Linked DNA regions of Sus scrofa: region 1 is linked to region 2. The links are chromatin contacts, called in public Hi-C maps. All regions are on one chromosome and are shown on one strand. Each heading gives the region's core, a stretch centred on a gene start, on an enhancer-like site or on the middle of the called end of the contact. The rest is flanking DNA. Distances are from core to core; before and after follow the strand shown.

What was found. Hi-C and Micro-C count contacts between places; a contact is called where the count stands out from the background.
Region 1: a Hi-C map of blood shows a contact between it and region 2, with 2.4 times the contacts expected there. The contact joins the promoter of LOC110255918 here to the promoter of LOC110255247 in region 2. A contact is called at or near these places in 1 of 5 promoter capture datasets (liver), 4 of 47 Hi-C or Micro-C datasets (blood, heart right ventricle and skeletal muscle) and 2 of 2 datasets of contacts at active chromatin or transcription factors (alveolar macrophages and skeletal muscle).

Annotation. Positions count from the first base shown.
Region 1 is chr12:182,417-188,823 of Sscrofa11.1, forward strand. LOC110255918 reads right to left here and starts at 3,764. Exons shown (of 2, transcript XM_021066329.1): 1 at 1,613-3,764; 2 at 1-391. The coding sequence starts at 3,738. The coding sequence ends at 2,773.
Region 2 is chr12:128,800-135,489 of Sscrofa11.1, forward strand. It overlaps LOC110255247 (zinc finger protein 501-like), which reads right to left and starts at 3,454. Exons shown (of 6, transcript XR_002336882.1): 1 at 3,134-3,454.

The sequences.
Region 1 (6,407 bases), core at 2,514-5,013, 54 kb after region 2:
GTGCCACCGTGGGTAGGCATTGTCACTGAGGCCTGGCAAGCTGCTCCCCAGAGAGACCCCCCACACACATCCGCCCAGGCTTCTCTCACCCCTCCAAGCGCCTCTGATGCCCCCCCAGTTTAAGGCCCCCACTTGGCCGCTTCCCAGGGGCCACCCACTGAGAACAGGAGAGACCTGACCTCAACCGCAAAGCAAACTAGGAAAATTATGCAAATTTGCTGTCAATATGATGATTTGAATGGCGAGAGCTTCCTGATTTATGAAGCTGCAAGTCCAGTATTTGGACACCGAGATTCTCTTTCCCGTCACAAGCAGCATGACAACCACATGGAAACTGCTGGATGATGGATTGTAAACAGCTGGTGGGGTCGGGCCTTCGCCGCCCAAGGAACTGCAAATCGAAAAATCCACATGTTTAATAAACAGATGATGAATCAGAATGTGAACGGGGAAAAAAAAGGAAGAGATGTGAGCACTGCCCCTTGGGCCCAGAGCTGAATTGTGGGGGCGGCCCGCCGAGGCTGGCCCCCATTCCCGCCCTCGGGCGCAGGACACCAGACACCCTGCTTGCACAGCGGTTCCCAGGCTCGGAGCCACGATCCATCCCGAAACAACGTGGATCTGGGCGGGCCCCTCGGACAGAGGCTGATGTCTCGGAGAGCGAGCTGGGTTTAGAGACCCTGGAGTAAATGCGCCTTCCCCCGAGAGGGCTCTGGGCCAGCCCCGCACACAGCGGTGCTTATAACGTCAACACACGGAGGGACGGGGAGTGCGGAGCCCGTGGGAAACCCGCAGGACCACCCGCCACACCTGCCCGCGTCCTGGAGTGGCCCCCACACAGGAGGCCTCCCGGGGGAGGGGCTGGACACAGGAGGCGAGGGAGGTGTCTGAACAGGGGACACGGGGAGAGGGTGGCAGCAGGCACCCAGGGATCTGCGGGGGAAGAAGCCTTTGCTCCTTCCGTCCTGCCCATTCCGGTCAACGTGCAGCTCTCACCCCACCTCGTCCTTTTCTCCCCAAAACCTCTTACAGCCAAGTTTACAGTATATCTCTCACTTGAACGTAGGCTCAAAGAGGGCAGTGACATTTTTCTGGCACCTACAAACTTCCTGGCACCCAGCAGGTACTCAGTAAACACTTGAAGAGCCAGGCGGAAACACTTGCCCTGCAGGGTCCCTAGACCTATGAGGAGGCTAGAGGGTCGGGACTGTGTTGGCCCCAGGGGCAGAGCCCAGAAGCAGATGGAAGCTCCAGTGCAGACCAGCGAGCAGGGCCAGGAGCTGGTTATGCATCTAAAAAAGTGAAACTGGATCCCTATCCTCGCCCAAACACAGAAAGATTGCTTCCAGATGAGCGAGCACTTGTGTGTGAAAATCAGAACCGAGAAAATAAAAGCTAAGGGGATCTCTGTGCAGGCACACAAGGCCCGGAAAGGTTTGTCAGGATAGGAAGGGGCCATCACAAAGGAAAAGGCAGGCAGCTCCCACGCGTCCATCGGGCACTGCAGCCAAGAAAAGGCAGATGCAGAGGCGGGTCCTGAGTGCCTGCGGGTCCACGCAGTACTAATCGGGGAAAGGCAAATAAACCCCGTGAGAGACCACTTCACACCCACCAGATTCCCAAAGAGGCGTCTCTCTCACCGAGCTCTCCGCCCCTGACCAGGCAAGCAGGGATAGCGAGGGAGGTATTCTGGTTTTCTTTCTCTCTTTGCTTTGTTTTGTTCGATTGAACCGTAGTGCTTTAGCTGGAATTAGTTTCAGGTGTAGAGCTTAAGGACGCGGTCTTTTTTTTTTGGCTGCACCCACAGCATGTGGAAGTTCCTGGGGCCAGGGACCGAATTCCTGATGCCCAGCTGAGACCTCTGCCACAGCTGGGGCAAGGCTGGACCCCTAACCCGCTGCGACACAAGGGAACTGCAACATGCTTTATTTTGCTTTTCCTTAAAGATGATGATTCAGTCTTATTTATACACTTATTCTCAGCACTTGCTGCTAGTAGGCACTGAATAAACAGAGGCCTTGAAAAGAAAGGCAAATAAGGACCCCCAGGAACCCTCTGACCCCAGGGGACACCAGGGTTCAAGGGAGGTGAGCCCGGGGGTGGACCAGCTTGTGGTGAAGGATGAGGCCCTGCTCCTTGCAAACATTCCCCAAAGGGGTTCCTGGTTGGCTGGGGGAGCACGGGGAGGGGAGGGCAGGGAACCGACGGAAGGGGTGGGATTTGAAACCTGCCTGCCTGTGTTCCCTTGGCTCCCGGAGGAGGGAGCAAAGTCCGGGGGGCTAATGTAACCAGGGGGCTCGAGGACTGGGTCCTCTCCACTGCCCTGGGGAGGGCCCAGGGTGAAACGGGCCGGGGCAGGGGGCCGGGCAGCACGCCCCCCACCCCCCGAGGCCCCACTGAGCTCCCAGCACCAGCACTTGCAGGAAGGGGACCAGCGGCCACCGTGGGGCCCTCGCGCCGCCTCCCACCCGAGGGGTGAGGACAGGAGTGCAGACGTGACCCAGCACCCTCTCGTCCGCGCTTTTGAAATGAGGTATTTAATAATAAAAAAGTGCCAGGCGGACACAGTGGATCCAGGACGTGAGAGGAAAGTGAGAGAAGCAAACCCAGACTTAACAAGAAGTGGTGAGAAAACGGGGAACAGAGAAAGCGGGGGTGGGCCCTGCCTTTGTGCTTCCAGTTACCGTTGTGGTCACTTCGGGGAACGTGCTGGTGACATGAGCAGAAAGCGGCTGGAAAAGCGGCCTGGGGCACCAGCAAAGTGCGCGCCCATTAGCGGGTTTTCACTGGGGAAGCATCTCTCATTTGAGGTCGCAAAGCAGAGTCTTGGATAGTGGGCTCTGATGGCCACCGGAGCCTGGAGGTGGCCGCCCCGGACCCCAGCCTCTGCTCAGGCAGGCTGTCAGGCCTTCCCCGTGGTGTGCGTCCTCCCCGGACCATGTGGCCTCTGAGTGACAGGGCCCTGGGCTGCAGCCCTGGGCGCCCCCCCACCCCGGCTCTGGCCGCCCCTGAGGAGACCAGGCCTGTGTGCTGGCCTCCCGACCCCACCCCTGGGCCCGTAGCCTCGCCGTCAGAGAAGCGGCTTTCCTTTCCCAGACGTTGGGTCTCCTCACTTGGTGGCATTGCCAGCCTGCCCCACTGGGGCCCCCCATCCACAGCCCCATAAACACATGCCCATGTCTGAGCCAAACCTGATGAGGCAGGACGGGCTCCTTGCTCTGACCCTGCCGTCCGGGGCCCCGAGCCACGGCCCTGCCTGTCCCTCCCTGCCAGGCACGGGGCTGGGGGGGGGGGTCTCCTCTGAGGAAACGTCCAGCCGAGTTTCCTTTCCAGGCTGTGCCTGGACATCCGTGTGAATGAATCCAGCCAGGCTGGTCTGGGAGTGAGAGAACCCCAGTACCCCTGCATGGCTGCTTCCAGACAGGGGCAGAGCCTAGGGACCCAGGACCCACTCCTCCTAAGGCACAGACCTCCCCCCCCCGCAACCCTGCTACATCCACGTCGGCTGAGGGTCCGTCCCTGCCACCCTCCCCACCGAAAGGTCCAGGTCAGGCTCCAGCTCTGCCCGCCCCCCACCAGCGTCCATGTCGGCTCTGGGTCTGCCCTCCCTCGCTTCCCCATCGGCCGCCCTGACCCTGTGCGCTGTCTCAGCCGTGTCCTTGCCGAGGTTTCCCAACGGGGTCCAACAGCAAAAGCACAGTCGCCGTCACAGGTGCTTCCCAGCAGAGCTGCCCACATCCCTTCTTCCGAGGCCCCTTCACCCGGAGTGGACAGGGACACCCAGGACCAGGACAGAGTGTTTCCTGGTTCCCCCACAGGCCAGGAGCCACGATGAGCCCCTGCCCCCGAGGCTTTGCCCCTGAGCAGAGGGGGTGTGCTGACAGCCCTGGGATGTCTGGAGCGAAGAGCTGGCCAGGCCCATCGGCCCTGCCGGTCAGCCCTGCGGACACTGTCTCCTCCACTCTCCCTGACGCCCTGCTGTTCCGGGGCGGGCGGGACCCTGCCACCCACAGGGCAGGCGGCGTCTGTCTGCACCGGGGTCTGTCTGTCCGAGGCCCCGCGGGACGTCCCAGCATCGGCGGGGGGGCGGAGGGGGGAGGTTTAGAACTTCATGCTGGTCTCTGCCCCTGAGTTCCCAACAATGTCAGGAATTTGGAGGTCTGGGGTCGGAATGTAAACAAGGACCAGCACAGTATCCGCGAGGGCAGTGACCTCGCCGTGAACCGCAGCGTGTTCCCGACGCCTCCGAGGGCCATTTGCGCCTTCGGTCTCATGAAAACACAGCAGCTCAGCTCTTACCCATGCCGAGCTCGCCTGGTGAGCTAACAGCTCTCAGATTCCAGAAAAATGGCCCACTTGTCATTTTCGTGGCTGTGCTTGTTCCCTGCTTCGGGCGCGGAGCTTGGGTCGGCAGCTCCGACAGGGAGGGTGGGCAGGGCCTGGGATCAGCCCCGCCCACAGCCCCAGCGCCGGGAGGGGACCAGGGTCAGGCCAGCCTCGGCCCGGCCCCAGAGGCAGAGGGACCACGACTGAGAGGACAGGGCCGTGGTGAAGCAGAGCCCGCGCGAGATGGGGGAGGGAAAGAGGTGTCTGCGGGAAGAAGGCAGGGATTATTGAGATCTGAGGTCCTGACACGCAAGTCGGATAGGCAAAGATGCCCACGGGCGCGCAGACGGCCGCACCACGGCTGGGGGCTGGCAGCAGGACGCGTGTCGTCACCTTTCCTGATCTTTCCATTTTCTTCGCTTGCCTGTGTGTCATCTGTAGAAAATGCAGACACGGCGGAAGAGGTTCGGGCAGGGCTGAGGCCGTGTGGCCGCCGTCGAGCAGCCCAGCTCCTCGCCTGCACAGCCCGGGACGCAGCCCAGACGCCCCTCGCCTGCTGTGGGCGCAGCAGGAGCATCCGTCTCCTCCTCAGCCCGGACCGACCCTCCGCGGCCGCAGCGGCGCCCGCCTGCCCTCGCTGCTGCTCCTCCTCCGGCGGCAGCGCAGGGCGCCGCGACCCCCCGGCAGGCCGCCCCAGTCACACAGCGGGAGCTCGGGAGCACGGCACCAGAGAAGCAGGGTGGCAAAGAGGGTGGAGAAGGACAGCGAAGCCTGGGGACACAGAGCTGAGCCCCGCCCTCTGGAGGTTAGGGCCTCCCACCCTCTCCAGAGGACAGAGAGGCATGGGGGGCCCCCTGTTTGGGGGTCCCAGCGTTCTGCCTGCTCACATCTGGACTTTCCCCAGGGTTAGGGGGCCACTGACCAAACCGTCCACCTTGGCAGCACTGAAGGAGCCACTGGCATGAGTCGTCTCACAGCAGGAGCCCCAGTAGGGAACCCCAGTGCCCCCCAGAAGACAGACGGGACCCGGGACTCGGGAGGGGCTAGGAGGAAGGGCCAGGTGGCCAGCCTCCCAGGACACTCGGCGCTGGAGTCCGCCTTGGCTGAGAGGTGCTCGCGCCACCAGGGAGGACCCTGGGCCAGACCAAGTGCAAGACGACTGGCCAGAGACCCCCCCGACACTAACCCCACTCATGAAGCCTGGGGCTGCGAGCCACGTGGCCGAGCCCTTCTCCTGGGTCCCCTCGCCCGGCAGCTGTCCCTTCCCGGTGGTCTTTCCCTTGTCAGCACGTGTGTCTCCTCAGACAATTCATCTCTGAGCATCAGACGACCCCACGCTCGGGCCCTGGAAGGGGACCCCCTTCCTGCAACACCTGCAGAGCAGAGGCCGTATACACCCCAGCATCCGTGTCTGATTTACTCACCCTGAGACTCTGGAGAGGGGAGGCGGGCACACGTGGGGAGAGGCAGGTCCCCAGATCGAGCCACACGTCCGGCTGGTCTGCTGGGGAGGGGGCCGGGCAGGTGGCCAGGCCAAGGTGTCTGGGAAGCCAGAGGGCCCGTCACAGCCACCACCGCAGGAGGGCCACACGGGCTCTGCCTCCCCTAGCAACCATGCCAGCAGCTGCAATGCAGTGTGGGGTCTCCCTGCACAGTCTGTGTGGCCCCAGTAGAGCCACAGGCCTCCTGCCTTCCTGGGGTCGCTGGGCAGGGGCGCAGGGTGGGGGTTGAGATGGCACAAGCGTGAGGAGACCAGAGCAGCCTCCGTGCTGCTGAAACACCTGAACTCACCTGGAAAGGTGCCCGGGGCCACATCAGAGCACTTATAGCCTGGGCTCCGAGGAGACAGGACCTGGATGGGCCTGGCGTCGTCAGCCTCATGGATGTGTCCCTGGTAAGACTCCCCAGGATCTGCACGAGTAGGTCTCCAAAGCTGGAGGTCCCTGAAAACTCAAGGCCTGGGCAGGGCCCACATTCCTTGTTTTTATTTTATTTTATTTTATTTTTTTTGTCTTTTTGCCATTTCTTGGGCCGCTCCCTCTGCATATGGAGGTTCCCAGGCTAGAGGTCCAATCGGAGCT
Region 2 (6,690 bases), core at 2,204-4,703:
AGATGAATTTACAGTGAATGCTCTTCCACAAACTTTACATTTATAGGGGTTTTCTCCAGTATGAGTTCTCTGATGTTCAGTAAGAGATGAACTCTGGATAAATGTTTTTCCACAGTCATCACATTTATAAGGTTTTTCACCAGTATGAATTCTCTCATGACGAAAAAAGTTTGGACGGTCACTGAAATATTTTCCACATTCACTACAATTGTAAGTTTTCTTTTTAGAAGTTATGTGACTTTTAATTGGAGAAAAGTTCCATTTGACACTTTTCCCAAATGGATCAACTATATGGAGTTTCTCTTCTGAGTGAGTAACATGCTGTGGAGTAAGTTTAGATCTTTGATCAAAAGTTCTTTCAAATTCCTTAAAAATATGCCCATTTTTCTCAAGTGCTATTTCCTCGTGGGCAACAATAATTTGCTGAAAACCAGTCATTTGGGTAAGAGAGTCTCTCGAAATCTTGCCCAGAGAGTTATCCTTTTGCTTTTCTACCTTGGCCTCACATTCACAGCTTTCCTCAAATAAACATCCTCTGGGCACATCCCTTCTGAGCCCTTCCATGATGACTATGATGGGGCTGATCACTCTAAAGTACAATCTCCTGGTCTTCTCTCTGGTATCTGCTCTGATCTTCAAATCTAAGGGGAATAAAAAATTATAAAAACATATTTTCTGTGTTGGGATTAGGGGAACTGCACTCAGGAGAAAGGAAATAACCTCACTAAAATTAGGATGCATAAGAACAATCTTGTAATCTGTGAAGATAATGAACCAGTGGAGCAGTGTGAAGTGGTAGGAAAGAGGTTGACCCAAGAGGCAATGCCACAAAGATTCTGAAAGCTTAAAAAAAATTTTTTTTTACAGATATACAAGTTTAACCTTCTCATTTAAATATAAATAAGTTTAGAACTAGAGAGGTTATGTGATGAACCTAAAGATTAATAACTAGGGAGGTTATTAATGAGATGGTCAGAAACAGAACTAAAGCTTTGTCCACTATACTACCACAGTGATCTGGAAACTAGACAGAGCTTAAATGAGAGAATGGGCAGGTACCTGGTCAAAAGCCAAGTAACAACAGAGCCACACAGCAGTACTAGAAAATGAGCCACAAGAAGAAATGGCAGTGACAGCACATGGAGAGAAGCCACTGAGGAGCTAGAAACAGCACCTGAAAAAGCAATATAGAATGCAGTAATAGTTGAGAAGGTGCAAATCTGAACAGAACAGCAGAGCCTAAGGCATTAAGGAGATCTCCTTGGACAACATTTTAGATTCCTCTCCTCCTAAACATTCACATACAGAATCATCCCTCATCTGAGTAAGTGTCTCAAGAGACCCTCAATATCTCACAGTATCTCCACAATTCTTTCCTTGGCCAAGACTAATTTTAGAAACTGAGAATCCTGCTCATGGGAAAATATGAAACAAAATCAAAACTGTCATCACAGGAGTTTCCATCGTGGCACAGTGGTTAACGAATCTGACTAGGAACCATGAGGTTGCGGGTTCGGTCCCTGCCCTTGCTCAGTGGGTTGACAATGTGGCATTGCTGTGAGCTGTGGTGTAGGTTGCAGACGCGGCTCGGATCCCGCGTTGCTGTGGCTCTGGCATAGGCTGGTGGCTACAGCTCCGATTCGACCCCTAGCCTGGGAATCTCCATATGCCGCAGGAGCGGCCCAAGAAATAGCAAAAAAAAAAAAAAAAAAAAAAACTGTCATCACAAATATTTTGCAAATTTCAAAGTATTAGGACTATCAATAATATAATCAACATAATCTGAGTCGCCCAGATGTCTTTGTGTTGAAGGACAAAGACTTACAGCCCTCCAAACAATAGAAGAGACGAGTTGCAACGCTAGAGGGAAAGGACACTTACAGAGACGCAGAAAGAGGTGTCATCACACTGGCTGGAAACGGAAGGGCAGTGTGAAGGGCGATCCAAGATCACAGTAAACTTTTGGGTAGAATCATTAACTAGAGCAAGAGCATTGTGATAAGTGAGTAGGGCCCTGTGGGGCTCCAGGGCACAGAAAGCCTTTCTGTGTCCCCCATTTCTTGTTTTTAGGAAATGGACTTCATTCAGCCTCCATGGCCTTCCCTGAGTTCTAAGGGACAGGTTCAGACAGCTGCTGATCAGGGAAGGGAGCAGATCCAAAGACAAGGGAGGAACAGTCAAGCCTTGAGGCAGAAGGGTGTACACACGATCCTTAAGGGATACACATAATGACACAGGCACCATATACAGTTAAGAGAAAAGTTATATTCCTTACGCTTCCTTTAGAAATGAATGCTTGAAAACTAAAGAGCTTGGAGCCCTTCCTTGTGTTTCTCCCTCATTTGATTGTAACCCAAATACAATCATCTGTGAGCTAAAGATTAGGCATCCTGAGCATGACTGCCTATGGATTAAAGATTATTAGCACGTGATGTCTTTCAGGAATTATCCTAGTTTGTTCTAATCTCTGATCAATATGCCCTTTTCGCAAGTACTGTTATTCTAGGCAATGACCAGAAGACCACCACCAAGATCAGGCCAACATCTCCTGACACCAGCTTGGATGACTAAGATTCCCCAAAAGAAAGAAGAATGCATGTCTGCCCCAACCCTGATTCTTATCTGAAACTCTGTTTTTACTTTAGACTATAAAACGCCCCACAATTCTTCCCCAGAGGAGGGCACAGTCTTTAAAGCATTAGCCTGCTGTGGCCTCCCTTACCTGGTAAAGCAATAAAAGCTATTTTTTCCCCTTCACTCAAAACTCTGTCTCCGTGTTTCTCTCGGCGCGGGTTGACATTTTCACCAATCATAAACATGGGAGATACCCTGGTACAAAGGCAGGCAAGGAACCGTTCCTCTTTCCTTTTCTACCAAATTGAACCCTCTGAGAATCGCAAATAAGTGGTCACTTAAATTGTGGAAGCCAATACCTTGTTTCCTTAATTAAATAAAGATGTGCGTGCTCAAAAAACTTTCAGCAAGTCTTAAGAAAGTAGATCTTGAAAAGTGTAATTATAGCGTAGGGATGAATGCAAGTCCTTCACAAATCCTCCAAAAAAAAAAAAAAAAAAAAACAGCTCTTTCAGGACAAATTTGGGGTCTCCAACCAAACATCTTGGCAAAGACTCACCGTCCACGGGTCGCAGGCTGCAGTCCTGAGATTAAAATTAGGCAGAGCTGCGGCCCAGCACCGAAACTGGCTCTGTCCAAACGTCCCTTTAAGCAATGCCCTCCTTGAAATTCCTTTCTTCTTCCACCCCTGCTCTTCTTGTGCGCCCTGGGCGCTGGCCTCCGCGGGCTCAGGGAGCCCCAGAGCCCAGCGCCCGCTTCTCCCGGCCGGAGAGGGGGCAGGATGGCTGGTGCCCAGGCTGCGCTGGCCCGGGGCGCCGGCTGCAACCAGCCTGAGGCAGAAGTTGCCCCGGACGAACTGCGACTCCCAGAATGCCTCGGGACGCGCCGCTTCCGCTTTCCGTCTCTAGGATTTCCCTTTTCCCAGAAGTCCCCGGAACCTCGCCCTCTGGTAGCCAATCAGGACCGCGCACCGAATCTCCATGGTAGCCGCCCACGCCTGCTCCCTCCCACTGTGCTGGTGGTGGACGCTGCAGCTTGTGTCAGGTTAGGATAGCTTCGGAGCTAGCGGTACCGCTTCTGGACACTGGCGCGCGCGGTGCAGCCGCCTCCCGGCACAGGCCAGGAGCAGAAAGAACGGTATAAAAATGTTACAGACGGTAGAGGACGCTGTGGTCCTTTGGATGCTTGTTTCTAACAAATTGTAAAAAGATATGTATGACACAGTCGGGAACAATGGAACGAAGAGATGGGTATTAGACATTAAGAAATTATTATGAGTGGCATTTCTCAACAAACACTTCAGAAGCCAGCCAGAGGTTGGCTATGTTCGTTTTTAGTCTGCCAAGAGGTCAGGCAGCCTGGATTGAGAAGGGAAGATGGGGAGCGGGGCAGACCCACGAGGGACTGCAGCCCCTGAGAACAATCCAGTCCTTGTCTTGGGGTCACTGCAGCGGTGACAGTGGGGAGACCTATCTTGTTTATTTTCTTATTTTCTCTCTCTGGCCAGGCATGCAAAGGGCATGATAGAACCCTACTGTAACTGCAAATATTTCTGAAGCCTTGTTCATTATGCAAAACTTGGAAAATACAGAAAAGTACATATAGAAAAAAACCACGGAGTTTCTGCTGCGGCACAGTGGGTTGAGAATCCCACTGCAGCATTTTGGGTCGCTGTGGAGGTGCGGGTTCCATCCACAGCCCTGGGCAGTGGGTTAAAGAATCCTGCGTTGCCGCAACTGCAGCTCCACTTCAATCCCTGGCCAGGAAACGTCCATATGCTGCCGTCGAGGCCATAAAAAAAAAAGAAAAGAAAAGACAGACTAGAAGGAACTACACTAAACTATTAACAGTGGCTATTTTTGTCTTCAGGGATTATAGGCTTTAAAAAATTTTTTATCCTATGTTTCTCCATATTTCCCAAAATTCCCACCATGAATTAGAATTACCACTTTATCACACAAAGGTTTTAAATACATGTTTTGCAATTTATAGGCAGGTTACATGATAAGAATTATATCAACTCACAAAAGGTAAGCATAGGGCATAGAAGCAGACAGCACCTCAGAGCGGATCACACATCAAATATAGCAAAACTGGCATAAGGTGCAGCATGGGGAGAACGTGCCATCAGTGACACTATCAAGATGAAAAAAATGGAAGAGTGCAGTGCAGAGTCAAGGCTATGGCACTTCACCGGTAAGAAAAAGAGCCTCGGACAGTACCCTGAAACGCGGTAGTGCTCAAGAAATATTTGTTGAATAAAAAGGACAAAAGGTAATTCCAAATACTTTCTTAATGATTAATATTTAATGGTCCCTTACTATATATAATATGGGTAAAATATTCACCAATTTGTATGTTTGTACTATATATATAATACAAACACAAGGATTGTATACATATAATACAAACACGAATCAGTGAGTATTTAACCTATATATTTATTTATATATATATATTATATTTTTTTTTTCCAAAATTGAAGGCAATTCATGAAAAGCAATAAAAAATATAATAGGATGGGACGGGTTAGCTTATCTTTTTTCTTTTTTTTTTTTTTTTAGGGCCGCACATGCGGAATATGGAAGTTTCCAGGCTAGGGGTCGAGTCAGAGCAGCAGCTACCAGCCTAGGCCACAGCTCACGGCAACACTGGATACTTAACCCTCTGAGTGAGGCCAGGGATTGAACCTGCATCCTCATGGGTACTAGTTGGGTTCATCACTGCTTAGCCACAATAGGAACTCCCTACCATATCATTTTTAATCCTTGTCAAATAAAGAAAACAAAAAGTGATATAAAAGAGCTTATAAGAACAGGAATTTATTTCTCATAGTCCTGGAGGCTGGGAATTCCAAGGCAGAGGTACCTCAATTTCAGTGCCCTCAGGCTTCTAGGTCTATAACCGAGCAGGGCCCTGGGGGCTCCTGAGCACAAAAGCTTTTCTGTGTACCCCATTTCTTGCTTTTAGGAAATGGACTTCATTCAGCCTCCATGGCCTTCCCTGAGTTCTAAGGGGCAGGTTCAGACAGTTGCTGATCAGGGAAGGGAGGGGAGGCAGAGACCCGGGAGGAGCCATCAAGAAACAACAGTGCAGCCTTGGGGTAGGATCCTGGTTCCCTCTCAGGGGATCCACGTAATGACACAGGCACCTTATCCACATAGGAGAAAAGTCATATTCCTCATGCTTCTTTTAGAAATGAATGCTTTAAAAGGGAACAGCTTAGAGTCCTTCCTTGTCCTTCTCCCTGGCTTGATTGTACCCTAAACACAATCACCTATAAGCTAAAAATTAGGCGCCCTGAGCACAGTTGCCTGTGGGTTAAAGATCTTAGCACATGCCATTTTTCAGGAACTTTCCTAGTTTGTTCTACTCTCTGATCGATAGGCCTTTTCAGGAGTTCCCACTGTGGCGCAGTGGTTAACGAATCCGACTAGGAACCATGAGGTTGCAGGTTCAACCCCTCGCCTTGCTCGGTAGGTTAAGGATCCGGCGTTGCCGTGAGCTGTGGTGTAGGTCACAGACGCAGCCCGGATCCTGCGTTGCTGTGTCTCTGGCGTAGGCCGGCGGCTACAGCTCCGATTTGACCCCTAGCCTGGGAACCTCCATATGCCACGGGAGCGACCCTAGAAATGGCAAAAAGTCAAAAACAAAACAAAACAAAAAGTAGGCCCTTTTCACAAGTACAGTTATTCGAGGCAATGACCCGGAAGACCACCGCCGCGATCAGGCCAAGATCCCCTGACGTCAGCTTTGATGACTAAGATTCCCCAAAGAAAGAGGAATGCCAGTTTGTCCCAATCCTGATTCCTATCTGAAAAGCCGTTTTTCTCCTTTTTACGACAAAACTCCTGGCAGTTTTTCCCAATGGAGGGCGCGGTCTTTAAGGCATTAGCCTGCTGTGGCCTCCTTTGCCTGGCAAAGCAATCAAAGCTGTCTTTTCCTCCTTCCAAAACTCTGTATCTGCATTTCCATTAGGTGCCTGAAGACAGAGGCCAAGTTTGGGCAACAGGGCTACCTGCCACTCAACATCTTCCCTCCAAATCTGTGACCAGAACCGAGCTCGAATACTCCCCCCACGCCTGCCCCTCTGAGGTTTCCCACCTCCGCAGAGGA